2 separate regions of the Hordeum vulgare genome follow, and region 1 is linked to region 2. Evidence: chromatin contacts called from public Hi-C data. All regions are on one chromosome and are shown on one strand. Each heading gives the region's core, a stretch centred on a gene start, on an enhancer-like site or on the middle of the called end of the contact. The rest is flanking DNA. Distances are from core to core; before and after follow the strand shown.

Region 1 (3,971 bases), core at 930-3,429, 270 kb before region 2:
AACATGGTCAGACGGGTGTTTGCGTTAACGCTGTCAAATAGGATTTGCGGCTAGTTACTTTGAGGGTTTCTTTGACTAATTACAGTCACGCGTAACAAATACTCCCTCCGTCCGGAAATACTTGTCCTAAAAATATATAAAATAGATGTATTTATAACTAAAATAAGTCTAATTATATTTATTTTTAAGACAAGTATTTCCGAACGAAGCGAGTAGGAGAAATGGAGAACTAGATAAAACAGTCGTCCATACCACTGTTTCAACAAAGGGACCAGACCTTGAAGTAATGGACAAACCAAGAAACGACGTGGTGAGGACCCTCCTTGTTTTTAAAGAGAATAATAAGGGACCCAAAATAAAGCCAGGCATATTCCGAGCCTCCGAGGCAATACTGTATCAGTCCGATTAGTCGGAGTAGGAGTATTATTTATCCACTCTTCATTATTATTTAACCGTATATATGGCATCTCTGTTGTCCTATGTACAACACCATTTCCTGTCCCTTACATGTGTGGCGAAACACTTTTGATATCATCACCACACGATGAATTATGCTCAACACGAACAAGTATATATGACTATTCACTAGTAGCAGCGGCAGCAGCTAGTACTGCAATGTGTAGTAAAATGTAAAAGTATAGAAGTATCTTGGTTCTCAGCCTCAGGCTAAGCCAGTATCCATCCATCGATCCTTGTCTTGCCTGTACATATCAACTTATAATCTTTCATGCAGTGATGAAGTAGTGTTGTAGCTTTCACTTCGCTGGCTCTTTGATTGGATTAGTTGATTTATATGACGTACTATTAGCACCAGTTGCTTAACCCATGGATGTCGTCGAACTGCACCGCGTCGTCGTCGACCATGCCGCCGTCGTAGACGCACTGCCCCTGTAGGGCGCCGTCGAAGTAGTCAGACCACCTGAGCTCGCCTAGAGCGCCGGCGTATTGGTCGACGTGGCCGGAGATGGTGTCGGTCGGCCCGAGCTCCAGCCATGGCAGGGTGGTGGCGCCAACGTCGGTTGTGGTCAACGTGCTGGAGCTCGACGCGGACGGGAAGGCGCCGCAGTGCGCGCCCATGTGGAAGGCGCAGCCTTCCTGAAGGCTCGGTACCTGGTAGGATTCGGGCACCCCGTTGCCGGCGACACTGCCGACGGGCCAGTCCATCGGCATCTTCAGGCTATCCAGCATTTTCTCCACCTGATCCTGGGCCAGCGCGGTCGCCGTTGGGACGACCTCGGCATCGCCGAAGACCGCCCGGCACGCGGTGGGCGACGTGGTGGCCTCGGCCAGTGGCTTGTGGGTGGCGGGGTCGATGCCGCGCTCCCTCAGCTTCTTCTTGATGTACGAATTCCAGAAGTTCTTGACTTCGTTGTCCGTCCGGCCGGGCAGCTGGGCCGCAATCTGTGACCACCTGAAATAGAAATGCAGTTCGATGTCATTTGTAATTCGATGGATTGTTGGAAGACAGGCCAGGTGACGTACTTGTTTCCTAGCATGGAATGGAGGCGTATGATGAGGTCCTCCTCCTCCTGCGAGAACGTGCCCCGCTTGAGGTCTGGCCTCAGGTAGTTTATCCACCTCAGCCTGCAGCTCTTGCCGCACCTCTCAAGTCCTAATTAATTCAACAAGTTGCTACCAATTAAGATACTCGACGCAATTAATTGTTCTTCATTTCCGAAACTGCTAATTCTTGCGCGCAATGCAGCACAGCTGCACACGCTCATATAAGCAAACGGTCGGTCATCTCATACCTGCAAGCTTCGGAACGGAGCTCCAGCAGCCGTGGCCATACATGGCAATGTGGTTCATGAGCTTCTCGTCCTCCTCAGGGGACCAGAGCCCTCTCCTCATCCTCTTCTTGTGGAAGCATGACTGCTTCGCCATGGCCGATCGGCAGTCGGCAGTAAGATGCCGCCAGGATATACGGGAAACAAACGGCTGGACAAGGATGGAGACACGATGGTGGCAGCGAGGAGAGGGAGAGGCGGAGGTATAAGGAGAGGGAGAGAGGAGGAGCAGGGGGCGGGAGGGAAGAGGCCGGGCGGTCGCTCTCAGGTAGGTGCGCATTGTGGGAGAGTGCCCTGCCTGACCCGGGAGCCTTCCTCTCGTCCATCTGATCCCCTACCTTTGCCGCTGGCTGCATGCACACAGTTGCGCGGGACTTTGCTAGCTGTGCAGTGGTAGCTCAAGTCCCCCCCGCCCGGGAAATAAAGGTGTAGGTCATGCACGGCTCATGGATCACGATAAGGCAATCTTCACCGGTGCATGCTCATAGGCCTCACAGCTGTGGTGGGGCAGTTGACCACTTTTTTTTCTTCTCTTTCTCTCTCTGCCATCTATCAAGCCTAGTAGCTTGCTAGTTTCTTTTTGCCTAATTTTTTTCTTTTTTCTTTTTTTGCAAAAATCCCTAACCCATGTACTCACTCCCTAAATTAATATAAAAGCATTTAGATAACTAAAGTAGTGATCTAATCACTCTTATATTAGTTTACAGAGGAAGTATTAAGCATTACAGGTTCTTATAGACACATATACCCGAAACAACATTACATTCAAATCTTTGAGGGTGTCCAAGTTTTCTTCCTCCTACATTCACTGGTGGCACGTCATGAGCATAGCTCGATGCTACCTGGCCTCCGCTACGGTGGAGAAAACTCTTTGAAACACTTGATTTATAGAAGTAACGAATATGCAGACCAGAAGATGCCAGTGGCTTTGATATATGAAGACAACAAAAGTTACCTGAATATAGAAGAATCCACCAAAAATCAGAACGGGGCGGATTTCGAAAGACCCACCGGAGACACAACTCCACACGTCCTTTGCTGACAATAAGCACAACCAGAGAATGGAGAAAGAGCCCAGAGAACAATATTTCTACATTGGGACAACACCGCCGCCTTGCCGCCCCAAACCAAACTTGAGGACACCATAAGAAAAACTAAAAAATTATCACCACTGTCGTTGCATGATAGGTATGAAACCAATGTCTAACCTCGCCATCGTCCAGGACCATTCACCAACTTTCTATTCTCCGGTTACCTAGCCAGGTCGGGTCGCTGTTGAAGATCGTGGAGCCGGATGACCAACGTCGCCATTAAGCATCGCCTAAGAAAGGCCATCACTCGAGCATACATCTTCTTTGTCATCTTCTTCGCAGAGGGAAAGTAGATGGGACGGCGGCTAGGGCTTCGTCCGCCCCTAGCCTCATGAAACGTTGATTATCCTTGTCGTAAACTGAGTTATTTATGTCGCTTTGTTAACTCACCATGGCATGTGGCAAACATTGCATGTGAATCTAGACACGAGTAAATCATAGTCACTGAACATTGTTCGGTGAAATCATGTTACTTTGTCATCCTCATGGAACGCATGTCCACTAACATATACTCCCTTAGTCCCAAAATAAATGTTGTAAATTTAATATTAAGTTAATATATATTTAATACTAAAACAGTGATACTTATTTTCGGACGAAGGGAGCATAAAATATATCTCTTTGTATTTTTTTCAAGTGAGTGTGGTACCATAAACAATTTCCCTTTTATGAACTTCGCCCATACTTTTTCCCACCTTTAACCTTTCGTTCTAAGAACAACTGCAAACTGATCGTCCTCATCCATGCAGCAACTATCAAGCAAAATTGTCGTCCTTCTATCGGCCCTGGAGAAAAGGATTGGCCCAAAAGGGACCATGCATCAACATGCATGCTCCTGTGGTTCCGTGTTTTCTGATCCGACATTCACTTTTCTTTAACTACACTACTCTCCATTTTTCTCTTCTTCCCGGGAAAAAGATGGACCATTCAACATATTCTCCCTCGACATATGTAACATGGAAAACACTATGCTTTGTATCAGACAAGCAGTGAGCCGTTGGATTGGTTTAATTTAACGTGTGTGATTCACCAACTACTACAAATATGACGGGCGCTAGTTAATACGTGTGATTAACTGTTTTATATAACAAGA
Region 2 (4,018 bases), core at 533-3,032:
CGCCGAGGTCAACATTGTTGTCGCAGCTCTAATCCAGCGTCGGCGTGCCGACGCGATGGTCCTTCATTGCATCATCGATGTCGACGTCGTTGTCATAGCTCCCATCGCAGCACCGGCGTCTCGACGCGGCGGTGCTTCATCGCAGCGTCTATATCGCCGTCGCAACTCCCATCGCAACGCGGGCCTCCCGTCGGAGCTCCCGCCTCCTATCGCAGCACTGGCGATCGCTCTCCGGCGACTGCACCTTTGTGTTGGGTGGCAGCCCGCCGTTGCATCACTGTGTGGCAGGCCCGTCGACGGGGCAGGCCAAATTGGCCGATCACAGAGGGCCCCCAAAATTTTGGGGCCCCAAAATCAGCAGGTGTTGGATAGCCTACTTTATAATCTGAATAAGAAAAGGCCCTGTAGCCCAATCAGGAGCCCATCGAAACAAGCAGGTTGCTCGATCGTCTGTCGCCTGAATCGTGGTCTCCCAGTATCGCGCTCGTAGCCGCCTCTTCCCATCGGCAGTTGCGCCCAGGACCTGATTCTATCAGCCGATCGGATCGCTTGCCCTACAGTCGTTGCCCTCGCCTGGTTCTCCTGTGATCTACGGATGAATGGTGCATGGTAGTGGGTGCTTCCCGAACCTAAACAATCCTCACATGAGTGCTCGGAGCCTATTTGCTGCACGTTGATTCGATTTGCTTCAGATGGTAAACTTCTGAAATTCGAATTTTGCTATCGAAAATGGAAACGTATCTGCTTCTACGGATCCTGAAAATAAAGGTGCACCTCCTTCAGTCCTGCTAACAATATCATACATATGCAGATATGCTCTCTGTATTCTAAATTTTGGTACAGAAACTATTCACGTTGATAATCAATAAGATAGCATTACTGCATTAGCCATTGTACTTCGTCCAGGCTGATCAATAATAAATTGTTTTATATGTTTATATTCAAAAGTTTAAATTCCACATAGATTGCTTGAAGTGTTTTTGGAGATGTTTATTTTGGACCATGCAAGGCAGATGTTCTTCGGTTTTTTTTTGCGTGGGGATGTTCTATGGATTTCATTGCGATTGGCTTTTCAGAGATAGTTACTCAGTCATAAACTATTTTTTATCCAGTTCAAATTTCAAGATATGGCCTTATTTTGTTTTATTCGCAATAAAGACGGGCTTATCACTCGTGTACTGTTTCAATCATGACTTTTGTTTTCCTTTTCGGTAGAACATGTCTTTAGTTTATTACTTGTATCAAGTTTACTCTTTTAGTACTCCCTCCGTCCCAAAATAAGTGTCTTAAGCTTAGTACAACTTCATACTAGAGCTAGTATAAAGTTGAGACAGTTATTTTGGGACAGAGGGAGTATTAGTTTTTGAAATATTTCTAAATATCGTATCAAATTACATACATTTAAAGTAATGTAGTTAACTGAATGTATATCTTAGTTATATGAAATTTTCCAAATTTAGGGTCACATTTTACAGTTCGTCCCGGGCCCCCAAATTTGTGAAGACGGGCCTGCTGCGTGGGGAGTGCAACGCACCGTTGCAGCACCGGCGGCGAAGTAGGTGCTCCCCTCCTGGCAACTGCGTCGCGGCAGTGCGCGAGCAGCTCTGCTTTCGGCTTGCTTGTTACATTGCATAGGTGTATGGAGATGCAGCAGACGGTGATCTTGTCGCCATATGGAAGCTGTCTCTCGTGTGAGAACCGAAGTCGGGATGGGAAAGATATGAATGGACGAGAGCTCGCGTGAAAAGAAAAAGCAGACCAATCTCATTCAGACGGCGCTGCCACCTCCACCAAGCTCGTCTCTCTCGTCGCTAGTCATGCCGACGGTCAAGATCGTCGAATTCGACAGTGTCGCCTCGCCGCCGGAGGACTTGTTACTCAGGCTGTCCGCGTTGGAAGCACCGTGGGTCGTAATCCCGGTCATCCAGCGCGTGTTCCTCTTCGACGACGCCGGGAGCCAGCACCCGCCCTTCGCAACTCTCGTCGGCTCCCTCCGCGCGTCACTGGCGGCCACGCTCGCGCGGCTTCCCCCGCTCGCCGGCAGGATCGTCTTCCTGCCGTCTACTGGCGACGCCGCAATCGACTGCTCCGCCTCCGAGGGAAGCGGCGTGCGGTTCATCGTCGCGGAGAGCGACGAGGCGGACGCTGGGCGGCTCGGCGGGGACGCGGACCACGACGTGGACGCGTTCAAGGCGTTCGTACCGAAGCTCAAGGTCGACGTGCTCCCTGCCGAGGTGCTGGCTGTACAGGTCACACGGTTGAAGGGTGGGGTGGCGGTCGGCGTGGCGATGCACCACGCAGTGGTCGACGGCCGGTCGGTATGGAGGTTCTTCCAGGCGTGGGCGGCGGCCTGCCGCGGGGACGACGCTGCCGCAGAGGCGGTTGTGGCCGGCCTAACGTTCGACCGCGCGGTGATCGCGCTCCCCGGCGGCGAGGAGCTCACAAGGAGCACGCTGCGTAAGTACGCGCCCAATCTGCCGCTGGTATGTTCCTCCCCCTTTACTTCCCTTCTCAGTCCGTTCGTCTCGGCCGCCGGCGAGCAAGCGCGCGTGGTCAGACTAAGCAGGCGGCCTCCGTTTGCTTCGAAAAAAACAAACTAGGCAGCCGGATATGCCTAAGAGCATCTCTCGCAAATTTAAAAACCGAATATGGATGGAAAAAATATATTTAAATAGTTCATTTTAGCTAGACATCCACCGATGGATTTATAGTAACCATCCATCACCCTTTTAACGGTTCGATGCATACGCGTGCACCGTCCGATCACCAGCTCGATCGCCTCCGTCCATCACACAAAATCCTGAAACAACGCTTCAGTTGCGGAAACAAGCACGCTGCTACGTCGTCCGACTGACGGGTTAAAAAATGACCTTTTGCAACATAGATTATGTTGCAATTTTTTTTGCAACAAAAGAGCATGTTGCGTAAACGTCCGTATATTTTCTTTGCAACAATTTGTTATAGAATATTTTCTACAACAAGGATCGTGTTGCAGAAATTTTCAAGCGCTAAGTTGCACAAGTGCAAACTAGGTGAGCGTACATAAGACAAGCATTGCACGAGCGAGAGGCGTCTGCCCTCAAGGGATTTAGATTTCAGATCCTGCAACATAGGACGTGTTGCGGTACGCAATCTGCAAGAAACGTTAAGTTGCAGAATGGCAAACTACATGAGTCCAAATAAAACACGCGTCGCACGGACGAGACGGCGGACGCCCGCGTGCGATCCGCCGGCTGGAGCACAACGTTTTCCTTTTAGCTATGTCCAAACAGAAACTGTAAAACTGTGGTAAAGAGCTCCTTCCTCCGGTCCGGCGGCCGCCGCCCCTTCCTCCAGCCAGCCATGTCGGCCACGCCGGAGGTTGGACGGGCCCCGTTGCCAATTGGTCGCACCTCGTCGCCCGTCGACCGCGCCCCATCACACGTCGGCCTCGCCTAGCCTCGCTGGCCACGCCTTGTCGCCCGCCGGCCATGCCTCATCGCTTCCGACGTTAGCGACTTGCTCTGTTGCCAGCCATGCCGACAGAGTCGTGCCCCTTTGCCTGCCGCGCTGGGAGGATTCCGGCGGCTAGGCTGACGTCATGGGAGGCCATGGCGAGGTCGAGCTCGTCCAATTCAAACCGGCAACGGTCGATTGCGGCGTCCAGCGGCCTTTTCCGACCTGCAGTGATGAATTCCGGCAAGTTTATGACGGATTCCGGTAAATTCCGCGGCGGCGCGTTTGCTCCGACAAGTGTTAACCGGTTACGGGCCCCCTAGAATCGGCCTTCCAACCTTCAAAAATAAGGGTTTCAGGTGTGGCTTTACCGTGCCCCTTAAAAAATTTAGTGGTTGGACCATTTTTACGGTTTCTGTTCTGCATATTTTTTACGATCAAAACAATAAAATACAAAAAAATTACAGATTTGACCAGTCTGCTAGAGATGTTCTAAGTCGTCCTAGCCGAGCACCACGTGACTAGGCGTCACGTCGTGGCATGATCATAGTTCACATGTCATTGCACCACGTTCGACGTCTTT

Evidence for each region. Hi-C and Micro-C count contacts between places; a contact is called where the count stands out from the background.
Region 1: a Hi-C map of leaf shows a contact between it and region 2, with 2.7 times the contacts expected there. The contact joins the promoter of LOC123410708 here to the promoter of LOC123413340 in region 2. A contact is called at or near these places in 3 of 6 Hi-C or Micro-C datasets (leaf and seedling) and 1 of 1 datasets of contacts at active chromatin or transcription factors (embryo).

The regions. Positions count from the first base shown.
Region 1 is chr7H:472,891,842-472,895,812 of MorexV3_pseudomolecules_assembly, reverse strand. LOC123410708 (transcription factor MYB41-like) reads right to left here and starts at 2,179. Exons shown (of 3, transcript XM_045103645.1): 1 at 1,752-2,179; 2 at 1,483-1,612; 3 at 424-1,411. The coding sequence starts at 2,067. The coding sequence ends at 805.
Region 2 is chr7H:472,619,518-472,623,535 of MorexV3_pseudomolecules_assembly, reverse strand. It overlaps LOC123413340 (anthocyanin 5-aromatic acyltransferase-like), which reads left to right and starts at 1,782. Exons shown (of 2, transcript XM_045106282.1): 1 at 1,782-2,483. The coding sequence starts at 1,818.